Regions from separate parts of the Hordeum vulgare genome. Here region 2 is linked to region 1. A link is a contact called in public Hi-C data. All regions are on one chromosome and are shown on one strand. Each heading gives the region's core, a stretch centred on a gene start, on an enhancer-like site or on the middle of the called end of the contact. The rest is flanking DNA. Distances are from core to core; before and after follow the strand shown.

Region 1 (6,976 bases), core at 1,753-4,252:
CTACAAAAAAGCACACACTTGCATCCAACACGGGCAAGAGGGTTGTCAATCCCTTGAACTCGTTACTTGCAAGCAATAAGTACTGATAGATAGATAATATAAATGCAAAATAAAATAAAGTTAAATGGCAACAATATTTTTGGTGTTTTAAATATATTTGTGAAGACTCGGGGGCCATAATTTTCGCTAGAGGCTTCTCTCTCCTAGAAAGCATATGGTGGGTAAACAAATTACGATTGGGCGATTGATAGAAAGGCGCATATTTATGCAATATTTATTCATGGCAATGATCACACATATAGGCATCACGTTCGTAAGCAAGTAGATCGAGTCCTTCCTGCATCTACTAGTATTACTTCATTCATGGACCGCTATCCGACATGCATGTAGAGAATTAAGTAAAACAGAGTGATGCTTTAAGCAAGATGACATGATGTAGACAAAGTATACTCCGCTAGTATGAATAAACCCCGTCGTTTTATCCTTAATGGCAGCAATACAAATACATGTCATGTCCCTTTCTATCATTGGGACTGAGCACCGCAAGACTGAACCCATTACAACGCACCACTCTCGCTGAAGATAAATCAATCTAGTTGGCCAAACCAAACCGATAGATCAGAGAGAAATACGAAGCTATCACAATCATCCATATAAGAATTCAGAAATAACTCAAATACTTTTCATGAATAATCTGAACATAAACCCACAATTCATCTTATCCCAACAAACACACCGCAAAAGAGTGATTACATAAGATAGATCATTGTGGGTATCGCGTTGATCTTGGCAATGAAGAACATAGAGAGAGAGATAGCCATCTAGGTACTAACTACAGACTCGCAGGTCTGTGGTAAACTACTCACATATCATCACGGGAGCAACAAGGTTGATGTAGAGGCCCTCCGTGATTCATCCCCCCCGCAGGGCACCGGAACAGAGCTCCAGATGGGATCACCGTGGAACAGAGACTTGCGGCGACAGGAAAAATATTTTGAGTAGCTCTCTCGTGTTTTCCGCATGAAATAGGATTTATGGAGGCGGAGTTAGGGTTGGACGAGCTGGGAGGTGGCCCCAAGCCGTCAGGGTGTGGCCACCCCGTGGGCGCATTGTGTTGGCTTGGGGGCACCTCGTGTGTCCTCCGGTCTTCCTCCAAAACTTCCAGGTCTTATTTTGGTCCTAAAAAATCATCTAAAAGTTTCGTTGCGGTTGGACTTCGTTTGGCACTGTTTTCTTAAAAAGCCAAAAATACGCAGAAAATAGTAAGTGGCTTTGGGCACTGCTTAATTGGTTAGTGCTCAAAAATGATATAAAACATCATATAAATGCGTATAAAGCATCCAAGATTGATAATATAATAGCATGGAAGACGTATTAGAGTGGTGCGTTGTGATGAGTTCAATCTTGCGGTGCTCAATCCCAGTGACAGAAGGGGACATGACACGTATTTGTATTGCTGCAATTAAGGATAAAAAGATGGGGTTTATTTATATTAGTTGAGTTTACTTTGTCTGCAACATGTCACCTTGCTCCAAGCATTATTCTGTTTTTACTCAATACTCTAGATGCATGCTGGATAACAGTCGATGACTGGAGTAATAGTAGTAGATGCACGCAGGAGTGAGTCTACTTGCTTATGAACGTGATTGCACACACACACACACACACACACACACACACACACACATATATATATATATATCATTGTTGTGAAAAATACTTCATAACTATGCCCTTTTCTATCAATTGCACAACAATAATTTGTCTACCCACCATATGCTTTCTTCGAGAGAGAAGCCTCCAGCGAAAGTATGGCCTCGACCCTTCACAAGTCATATTAAAAAAACACTACAAATAATGCTGCTATGTACCTTCTATTGTTCTATTTTATATTTATATTATCTATTTATCACTATTTAATATTTACAACTAATGAGTTTAAAGGGCTTGACAACCCTCTTACCCGCGCTGAATGCAAATGTGTGCTCTTTTGTGTGTGGGTGGCGGAGACGGGAATTTGCATGATTCTCCTATTGGTTCGATAACCTCTGCTCTTACTGAGGGAAATACTTATCTCTATTGCGCTGCATCTCCTCTCCTCTTCGAGGAATAATGCCAACGTACTTTATAAGTAGCACCAGGTGCGTGCAGAAAACCGTTGAACACAATTTCACCCTCTTGGAGAAATCTATCTCTGATTGGACCACCAAGCTTGTCGGTATCACCGAGCGTCTTAACACTCAACCAGGGATCATAGATGTAGGAACCTAGAGCTTCAATATGGATAATAGTCAAGTCGTTAGCACCACATTGTCTCTCTTCTTCGAGGGGCTACCTACGGCGCTGGACGCCTATCACAAAGGGCGTGCATAGAAGTTTGTCGATGAAGTGAGGATTTTGGTTTGCAACGTGATCTCGAGGATGCTCTCCAAGGTCATGTATTACAACCCAGACGTTGACATGTTAAACATGTTCAAGAAGCTCTATGACAATCCTGAACTTGAGGCAGCCCGACAAGTTGTGACCCCTATCGTCGACAAGGTTGGTGAGAGATGCAATCAAGTAGAAGCCCCTTTCATAAGTGAAGCTTGATTATGCATTCTCACAGCCAACATGGGACATGTAAAGAAATAATTTATCTTTAATTAGGCATGTCTTGTCGCATGTACTCTCCCTTCGTTCCTAAATATAAGACCTTTTAGAGATTATACTATAAACTACATACAAATGTATATAGACATCTTTTAAAATATAGATTCATCCATTTTGCTTTGTATGTAGTCTATAGTGCAATCTTTAAAATGTTTTATATTTAGGAACGAAGGAAGTTTTTTTTATGTTGGATGAATGCATGCTTTTTTCCTTTTATAATTTTACGAGAAAGCTTCTGAGATGCCGATGTAGAAAAAGGAGGAGAAACGGTGGAGTGAAGGGGGTGTGTGTGTCTGTTGTGGGCCTTTGCTGGGCCATATAAATCGACGCACATCCGATAAGCGTGGGTGGTCGCTCCTTATCATCAACACGGTGCCGTGTAATTCGAGGCGACTAGCCCTAGCGAGAAGCGAGAGGGTGGGGCGGCGGCCAGCGGCTGGACCTGGGGCAAGGCAGCGAACACGGCGCGTGCACGAGTTGAGGTGGTAGTATTTCTTCGGTAGGTATTCCACTTTCATCATTGTAACATGGATCCTACGGAGCAGTAGTTATATTAATTTTAGCTAAGCCTGTGAATTGCTAGGATTTCGCATCTAGCTCTCTTCCCCGTGTTATCCACTCTGCGCGTCCCAAGGTTCTTCCTCGGTCCACCGCCGCTGGGCGGCCACGCCGTCGCCGAGGTGAGGCTTCCCCCGCCGCGCCCGCCGCTCGCTTCCGTCCCCGCGCCCTTCGCTCGTGGGGGGGCGATGACTCCCCGCGCGTTGGTTTCTCCGATTGTTTTCGGGGTTCATTGGGAACCTTATCCGGTTCCGTTTCCCCGGGTGGACGGATTTGTGGTTTGGGTTTGGTGGTTCCGTGGATCGATTGGTTGGTTGGTTGGCTAGTTCTAGGGGAAATTCTGCGAATCCTTTATTTACCCGGCGTGTCGGTGGATGCAGTCAGGTGCGCTATTTTGGTAGCTGCCGTGATGTGGATATATGTTGGCTTTGATTGGCACGTGTTGGCGCACGGCAGGGGCTGTCCGATTGAGGTGCTATTGTCGAGCGGATTTAGATGATATTCTTCTCTTGGTTGGAGCAGTCACGTGTGGATAATCCTGTGTTGAAGTTTGCTGGATACATGAAATTTATCAAGCTTAGTAAAAAACATTGTGCACGAATTTCTTATAGTACTATACTGCTGTTTGTTTTGTGGTCATTTGGTGTTGTTTCAATGATATGTGAATGGTTGGCGAATTCTTTTAACCTCGTATTTGAGCCACAGATGTGGGACTTACCATATGCCAAAGTTGCTGTGCAATCATTTTGTGATGTTTGCTGTTTGAGTAATGCTCTTTTCTTTGCAGGCACCTGTAAACCTGTGGTTTTTTGGTTAGTTCAATATGGAGGGGACTTTGGTTCAGTCTGCCATCGCTCCTACCGCCTACAGGAAGAGCTCTACACGGTTCTGTGTGCGCACAAGGGCCACAATGTTACGCAGTACACCAACGAGGACCCTTACTCTCGGGGGTTTTCAAGGACTGCGGCAAACAAATTTCCTGGATACAAGGTCCGTTATCAAACGTGACTTTGGCTCCATTGTAGCAAGCCAAATTTCACGACCACGTGGGTCAGGTTCAAGAATGGTGGTCAGGGCCATGTTCGAGCGCTTCACAGAGAAAGCAATCAAGGTGATTATGCTTGCACAGGAGGAAGCAAGACGCCTTGGCCACAACTTTGTTGGGACAGAACAGATTCTGCTTGGCCTTATTGGTGAGGGAACTGGAATTGCAGCAAAGGTTCTAAAGTCTATGGGGATCAGTCTTAAGGATGCCCGTGTGGAAGTTGAGAAGATTATTGGAAGAGGCAGTGGGTTTGTTGCCGTTGAAATTCCATTTACACCTCGTGCAAAACGTGTACTCGAATTGTCACTTGAAGAAGCTCGCCAGCTAGGTATTAATTATCACCTTCATTTATCCACAAAAATCAGCTAGTTTCATGCTCTTGTTTCATCCATTTTGATAAGCGATTTCTGTAATTATTGCTGGATGCACATCATCAATTTTTTTATTTGTTTACATCTAGTTTGTAACCAAATCAGTCTGTTTTCATTTTAGTTTCTTTTCTTAGTTACTCTGTTCTGTTTTTCTTAGTCCACATAATTTTGCTATATACTAGTGTAATTGTTTAAGAAAAGTGCACAAAGTATCTGAATTTATGACTTTATTAGGGAATGGTAGTTGAGGACAAGTAAACATCAGGTGTTTTGCTAGATATGGGAATAGAGCTGCATTCCCATTCGGTGATGAGTGTGGGGAACTAGTGGTTAATTCATCTCACCATTGGTTAAAGCAAGCACATGGATGTTTCCCCATTCCCATCCCCAATCATTGTCGGGCCCTGACTATCTGAGGCTAGGCCCTATTTTTTGTCATTATATGTACTTGGCCGGACTATGACTGGCCGTTGCTTTTATAAGTGTTTCTTATATACTCTAGTTTTATCTATGTAGTATCCTGTTCTTACTTTCTGAGTGTACATTAATGTATGGAGAGTGGTGTAAGATTTCATGTAGTGGTTTGATCACTAAACATGTACAATTGTCTTAGTCAGTGACTAATCCAGAATGATATTAAGCATAAGTGATCAGCAGGTCCTGTGCAGAATGAGGCTTTGTCCTTCTTTTACACTGTGGAAATTCTCCATTAGGTGATTGTGGCAGGAACCCTGGGGAAAGCTAGTGTGCTAGCTCAACAGTGATGTTTTACCATCCCTCATCCTTGACCTTCATTGCCCATCTAGCGAGCAGTTACTGCTCTTTGGCAAGTCAACCATGAATTCCTCACCATGCAGTGTCCTATGCAGGGTAGCTTTGGGTCCTTAAGATTTGGCAGTGACGGGGAATTACTGCTATACTCCTGATACATTAAAAATTGAAACATCACTACTCCATCCGTCCAGAATTACTTGTCGCACAAATTTATAAAAATGTATGCATCTAGAACTAAAATACATCTAGATGCATCCATTAATGTGACAAGTATTTTCGGACGGAGGGAGTATATCACTATTGCATTGTTCCTTCTTGAAGATGACGAAATTTTAGTATTTATTGAGCTAAGGTGATAAAATTACTATATCACATTAGTCTCAGGGGCCTAAGAACAAGTCTTGCTTATTTTGCTGCTTCTTGAGGCTATTGTTTGTTCGATAAGCGTATCTAAGATGTGTACTAATTTTCCTTATGTTCATTGTTCAGGGCATAACTATATAGGATCTGAACACTTGCTCTTAGGGCTACTTCGTGAGGGTGAAGGTGTGGCAGCTCGAGTTCTTGAAAGCCTTGGTGCTGATCCAAACAACATTCGTACCCAGGCAATTTCTTCACTAATATCTTTCTTAGATTACTGCTTGTTTTAGTCTAATTTGTCCAGATGATGAATATTTTACATGCTGTGCAGGTTATAAGAATGGTTGGTGAAAGCACAGAAGCTGTTGGTGCTGGGGTTGGTGGGGGAAGCAGTGGCCAGAAGATGCCTACACTTGAAGAATACGGTACTAATTTGACAAAGCTGGCAGAAGAGGTATTTCCTCCCTCCCATGTGTCCTTTTGCCTACTGGAGATATTTAGCAGTAAAGAGAAAGAATCTCATTCTTTTTTCTTGCAGGGTAAACTGGACCCAGTTGTTGGCAGACAGGATCAAATTGAGCGTGTAACTCAAATTTTGGGCAGGAGGACAAAGAACAACCCATGCTTAATTGGAGAGCCTGGTGTCGGCAAGACCGCTATTGCAGAGGGGCTTGCGCAACGTATTTGTAATGGGGATGTTCCGGAAACAATTGAAGGAAAGAAGGTTAGCCTCGACTTTTCTGTTGCATGTGCATTACCACAGTTTATTTTGTGTTTGTAAATGAGTAGCATGAATTGCAATGCGGTTACTTTTTTTGCTATGCAGCACCGATACCGATATGTGTACGAGTGTATCCATATCAGGGTGATACGGATACATGGGCATGCCAATGTCTTTAAAATTGCCAATACATCGATACATTAAACTACTTTCCAAAAATGCCAACGCATGGACGTGCTGGGACTGTGAGTCGGGGCAGATGGGGTACGAGACATGGGAGAATTTAGATAATGACTAATGTGATAAAATATGCCATGTAAGTATAGGTATGTGGCCTTTTATAAATGCCAGACCCCACTTATTGCCATGTTATCAAAAGGGCAAAGTGCTAGTGGTATTTTACCAACTTTCTATGTATCCAATCAATATTTTTTTAATGTTAATCCATTTGATATTTGTTGTCTGTTGAACATATCCACCGTCCATCGGACCTTA
Region 2 (6,205 bases), core at 1,184-3,683, 310 kb before region 1:
GTGATTAATCATCCAAAGTACTCGCAAGACTGACATGAGACCTATGCTAACTATGCATTGATTTCAAAGGGATGTGGCTATATCCTTGGACCGAACTAAAGAAATGCCAGAATAGAGGAGGAATACCTAGTCCTATTGAAGACTACCATCTTTAGGTTCCTGCAGCATTAGAAGAGTGTAGATCAGTAACACATATATAATAATTATGTTGCAACAAATTTTATTTAAAAACTCCTGGAGATCCTTCCTCGACTCACCGCGAGAAGGAAATCATGGAGCCAACATTTCAATTTTAATCACGCTTCTAGTTGTATTAGATCGGAATACAACTCCGAGAGTCCGTTACCATGGACATGTCTATTCGAATATATATACTTACCTGTAGGGGTGCACAAACTTACCCAACATGCTCGATTAACTCCGGTCGGACACACTTTCCTGGGTCATGCCTGGCCTCGGCTGATCGACACACAATAGTCCTACCTAGGCCCAACAGAGACGCCACACATTGGTCTACATCATAATCAGAAAGGGGTCATGGGCGAATCTCCCTTCACAATCCTGTGCATTGTGAGGATGGCCAGTGTCAGTCCTGGCACCTCTTTATACAAAGATTGTGCTTACGCACGCCCCCTTGGTGCGTGCCTCTGACTGTGACATCTGAAAAGCTTTCTGGCGAATGTACGATGTAGAGTGCCCATACTTATTCCCATGTGGTGGTTCGTGCGAAACAGGCTAGAGGCCTTCTCAGATCACATATCTAAGTCCATTAATGTTTTTGTTAACTGCGGTGACAATCAATGATCCACAATATGTGGTCCCATCGCCCCGTCTCGAGGACTTGTGGCAAGGGCCAAGAATGCCTGGCCATGCCTCGTCACAATCACGAGGGTATCCAGTTGTTCCGTAACTGTGGCGACAATCAAAGACCCACGATATGTGGTTTGGTCGCCCCGTCTCGAGGACTTGTGGCAAGGGACAAGAATGCCCGGCCAGGCCTCATCACAATCACGCGGGAATCCACGCGCTCCACTCATCTCATCATGTTCAAGGAGTAAAGTTAAAGTAACCATATGTCTATAACATCAAAGGAATCTGAGGTATCACCCTTGATGGATTCTAATCAACGTAACTGTCAAGGTGACTAGGGAGGAATCACCCTCGATGGTTCACGCTTGAGGTGTTGCACGACAGAGTCATTATCGGAAGTGGTGAAGGAGGAATCACTCTCCGTAATATACCTCTAGTTAAATGTACTAGAGAGTTAATATGAGGAGTACCTTATGAGGTATCACCCTCGATACTCGATAGTAGCTCTGCAGGGTCATACAACTGAGGGGTGTGAGGTGATATGATGGTTTGGCTCGTCGATCAAGATGATCGAGTCTTCAAGTCTTCAAGTCTTCGATGATGAAGCGGGGGAAATTCGAACACAGTGGGTTCACTATTAATCAACCTATATTAAGCATTTAATATGTAGTAGGGTACAACATCAGTTTAACAAAAATAAGTTATACATTAGAATAGGAGCTATCTACAACAGTAGGGAATTCCAATGCAAGCACGAGGGAGAAAGAATGGGTGATATCAGATGATCAAGGGGGTTTGCTTGCCTTGTTGCTCTGCTGGAAAAGTTTGATCGTTAGGGATGTAGTCGTACACTGCAGCAACTTCAGTCTTGGGTTCTATCTGAGAGAATAGGTGGAAGAAAATAACTAATAGCAAAAAATGGATAAAAATGCGTGACAGGGCAATATGAAGTGCTAGGGATGATCTAACGCAATGCTACATGTTACAGACGGAACGGGAAAATCTCTGTGATATTTCTTGGGTCTTTGGCTATTACCAGACATATGATCGTAATGCAAAATGTCCATGTTCCTCATGCTAGATGCATATGACACATGAACGGACAATGTATTCGGATTCGTTGGATTTTTCTGATCAACTTTCATATATAAAATATTTTCATTCGAGTTATAAATTATTTTATAAGATTTTTCAAAGTGTTAGTATTATTCTAAAATTAATTTTAGTTCAAAAATTAATTGGGAAAACTGCTAGGTACACCAGGTCGGGTGCACCGAGTGGTGCACCACAGGCTCACATGGGGTGCTAGTTGACTGCTCGGTCAGTAGTCAACTATGGACCAGTTCACTGGTCAAACTAGCCAGTGGGGCCTTTCTATCGGTGAGGGAGGGGTTAGTTAACGGATTTTAACTAATCTTAATTATACTAACTAACACGTGGGTTCGGGCTGTTAGTGATGGATTAATTAACCAAATCGTTTTAACTTAAACTAACTAAACCACTAACTATGTGGCCCCAAATGTTAGCGGGCCATTTGGCTTAGTTAAGCGTCTGACACAGGGGATCCACCTAGAAGCATCTCACCGACGTTTAAACACGGTGGCGTGATGGGGGTGAGCCTCGAGATGACAGCGAGGTTCGGGATATGTCCCCCGGCGACTGAAGTAGCGGCGGAGCACATGGATCGGAAGCGAGGGCTCGCACACGTCTAATGGGATAAGTGGTAGGAGCTCGGGGTGTGTGCTCGTCGGTCGCGGCGGCTGCCAGAGTTCGGACTCCGAGCAAAACGCGCCCTGGGGCTCGGCCTCGACTAGGGATGGTTCAGGCGGCTCCGCGGGGAAGCCTGAGCAAACACACGGGCTCAGCTGGCCCTGGGACGACCAGCTGCCATGACAGTGAGCTCTAATGTGACAGCGAGCTCTCAGCCGGAGCAAAACAAACACGGCAAGGATGCTACGACTATTAATCCAGAGCGGGCACAGAGGGGAATATAGGCGGCATAATCGTGATCCTATAGGTGGGAAAACTGGGCTCAATGGGCGGTCGAGGTTGCCAAAATTTGTGACGACGTGCGGCAGTGACGCAAGGAAGAAGACGAAGGGGTGCTCATTGTGGAGACATGGGCTTGTCCTCGTTGCCGTAGTCGACGTAGTGACGATGGTGGGGCTCACAGACGCGGTATTAGGGTGCATGGTAGACAGAGAGTGTGCGGTCGATGGCACCCATGGCGGCAGTGGTTCAGCTAAGCGTGAAGAGGAATAAATCAAAGGAGGCAACGGGGTGAAAGGTTTAGGGTTTCGCGAGGGAGGTGTGAAGCGCATTTGTAGCTTACGGGGGGGCGGGGATGGCCGGCATGTGGAGATACACGCGTGTGCGGCCGAGCGCGAGCCACGCCATGGCTCAGCGTCCTCCTCTGGCGGGAGGTGAAAGAAAGGTCGGCCAGGCTGGGTTGGGCCAACAGTGTGCGTGTACACGTAGTCTAGGAGTACATCCCTCCCATTTTTCCTTTTCTTTTAGATTCTTCTTAAATAGTTTCTGATTTCATTTACTTCCAACACCAAAATACTTATGTAAAAATATGGTGTTTGGCCCAACAATTACTTTGCAATATTAGGCAGTGCCACAAGAAGATTTGGGGTCATTTGGAAGTGCGTTATATCGACTAGAGGGGGGTGAATAGGAGATTTTTAGAATTTCATCACTGGGGAAATTCCTTTTGAGGAAATTCCTCACTGATGACTAACTTGCTGCGGAAACAACAAAGGATCAGGAGTGCAAAGTTTCACTACAGCAGTTTTCAAGGTAACGAACATGAAAAGCTATTTGCACAGTATGCAGGCACAGGGGAAAAATAGGTGAGGAATAACTCGCGTGAAGAATTTAGGGTTGAGGAATTTCAGAGAAAGTCTTCAACAAATTCTTCAAATAGTGACAATGAAAATCTTCAACACACAATGTGAGGAATTGAAAGAGTTGAAGAAATAGAACCCGTTTCACAGTGAAGACAGTGGTTGATGACCCAGTTCCAACTGCTATGACAATTGTACATCTGGTTTGGAGCGGCTTGGTATTAAAACCAAAAGAGACACAGTCCCGGGACACACAGTCCCTACCGTATTCTCCTTGAGCTAAGAACACACAGTCCTCGCCCAACACTCGTGGTAAGTCTTCAGGGCAGACTTCCAAACCCTCACAAACTAGGTCACCTGGCGATCCACAATTGATTGCTGGATTGCTCTAGACCATGACGCCTAACCATCCGGAGGATGCACAGTCCTGAAAGGTAAAAGGCTTCAGTCCCACACAGGAACAACTTCTTCAGTGATGCTCAATCACTTGGTTTGTGGTTTGGTGTTTGGGGTATTTCCTCACTGATGAATTACTCTCGAACACTTTGAGGAATTTGGGTTGCTCATATGACAAGTGTCAGTTTCTAACGGAGCAGCCAACCAGCTAATGGTTGTGGGGGGGGGGGGGCGGCTATTTATAGCCTGGGAGCATCCCGACATGATTCCACATTAATGCCCTTAAATAATATGACCGTTGGTGTGGATAAGATAAATGATGTGGCACGAATTGCGGTAACGGTCGGGACCCTCAACTGTGAGAGTCCTCATGTCTCTCATATTCCTCACTTGAGGCTTTTGGTAGGATTAGGCTTGGGTTGAGCATCATGAGGAAATTCATTCTAACGTGTTACTTTGACCCCCTTTAATAGTACGGTGTTCCTATGACTCAACAGTGAAGAAAATAAAACAGACACAATAAATCTTCATGCTTCAAAGCTTTCAGATTGATTTTCTTCAGAACACACCGAATTCCTCATCTTCAATATCTTCATGAGGAATATCACTTTCATCGCAATTTCTTCGCGATTCAATGCTTCTGCTTCAGACCAATTTCTTCAACTGAAGATATACATTTTTAGGGGTCGATATTCATCGAATATTTCAAACTCCTCAACGACTTATAGATCCTGTGTACACTCATGAACACATTAGATACCTAACCTATGAGTCTTCAAACTACCAAAATCACTAAGGGGCACTAGATGCACTTACATCATTTCAAAATGTTTGGAAAAACTTATAAATAAAAAGAGGATTTAGTAATTGATTTGTCATGTGCAAAACTGTTTTAGAGGCACTAAAATACTTGACAATAAGTTGGTTACAATTTTATAATTGCTTAGGGAATATTTAAAACCCAACCATGATTTTTGTTTACAGGTTTACAAAAATATTTAAACCACTTATTAAAAGAAATTTGAAAATCAATAGGAATTTTTGAATAGATATATGATTCCATTGTGATCAAATATTGTTTAGCAAAATAGATCAGCTCAATCTTGTGATCATTGTAGCTTGATTACATGAATTAGTCTAGCTATTAACCATCGGGTGTTACAAGTTTCCTCCCGAAGCTTCGAGATCTCCGTTTGGTCCAAAAAAAATCATAAAAAAGTTTCGTGGCAATTGGACTTCGTTTGGTAATTGAAACCTGAAAATCAAAAAACACACCGAAAACAACAAGTGGCACTCTGCACTGGGTTAATAAGTTAGTCCTAAAAAATAATAAAAATTGGTGAATTATGACCCAAAAAGTATCCTAGGATGATAATATAACAACATGGAAAAATCAAATATTATAGATACATTGGAGACGTATCACCTCTCTTGTGCGGCCTCTAATCTCCTCCTCAAGCTTCCAGGTCTTCTACTGATCGAGAAGAAATCATCAAAACTTTTCGTGGCAATTGGACTTCGTTTGGTACTCTAAACCTGAAAAGCCAAAAACATGCAAAAAACAACAACTGGCACTAGTCACTTGGTTAATAGGTTAGTGCTCAAAAATAATACGAATCGGCAAATAAATGCCCAAAAACTATCCTAGAATGATAATATTATAGCATAGAACAATAGAAAATTATAGATGCATTGGAGACGTATCAGCATCCCCAAGCTTAACTCATGCCTGTCCTCGAGTTGGTAAATGATACAAATAGAATTTTTTGATGTGACATGCTAACCAACATGTAATCTATTGCTGGTATGATCATTGAGAAATGATGAATTAATAAACATCAACATAGTAATATTCATAAACATAAGTAACATAATCATCAAGTTTCAAAATATACAATCCTTAAAGAATGTTTACCCCCTATTCATTTAATAATATTAGCATGGCATGGCTCCGTCTTCACCACATAAATACAAATGTCAAGGACCATGGCGTTAAGTTAGGCAATTGGATCATACTTTTTAACGTGCTTCAGATTTTCATTACTTACTCAATACATGAGCATGAACCATGGATGTAGCATATAGGTGGAATATAATATGGTGGTAGGTTTCAAGGGGGTAAAATCGGAGAAGAAAGTCTCACATCAACT

Evidence for each region. Hi-C and Micro-C count contacts between places; a contact is called where the count stands out from the background.
Region 2: a Hi-C map of seedling shows a contact between it and region 1, with 2.5 times the contacts expected there. The contact joins the enhancer-like site here to the promoter of LOC123426575 in region 1. A contact is called at or near these places in 2 of 6 Hi-C or Micro-C datasets (leaf and seedling).

The regions. Positions count from the first base shown.
Region 1 is chr2H:443,314,041-443,321,016 of MorexV3_pseudomolecules_assembly, reverse strand. It overlaps LOC123426575 (chaperone protein ClpC1, chloroplastic), which reads left to right and starts at 3,002. Exons shown (of 11, transcript XM_045110436.1): 1 at 3,002-3,151; 2 at 3,236-3,332; 3 at 3,998-4,583; 4 at 5,890-6,005; 5 at 6,092-6,214; 6 at 6,299-6,484. The coding sequence starts at 4,034.
Region 2 is chr2H:443,629,104-443,635,308 of MorexV3_pseudomolecules_assembly, reverse strand. No RefSeq gene overlaps it. Among protein-coding and RNA genes, the nearest start is that of LOC123426575, 310 kb to the right of the region's middle. Within about 2 kb of position 2,433, at least 2 of the 3 cell types and tissues checked have open chromatin away from gene starts, as enhancers often do. A contact at or near this core is called in leaf and seedling, where this site is marked.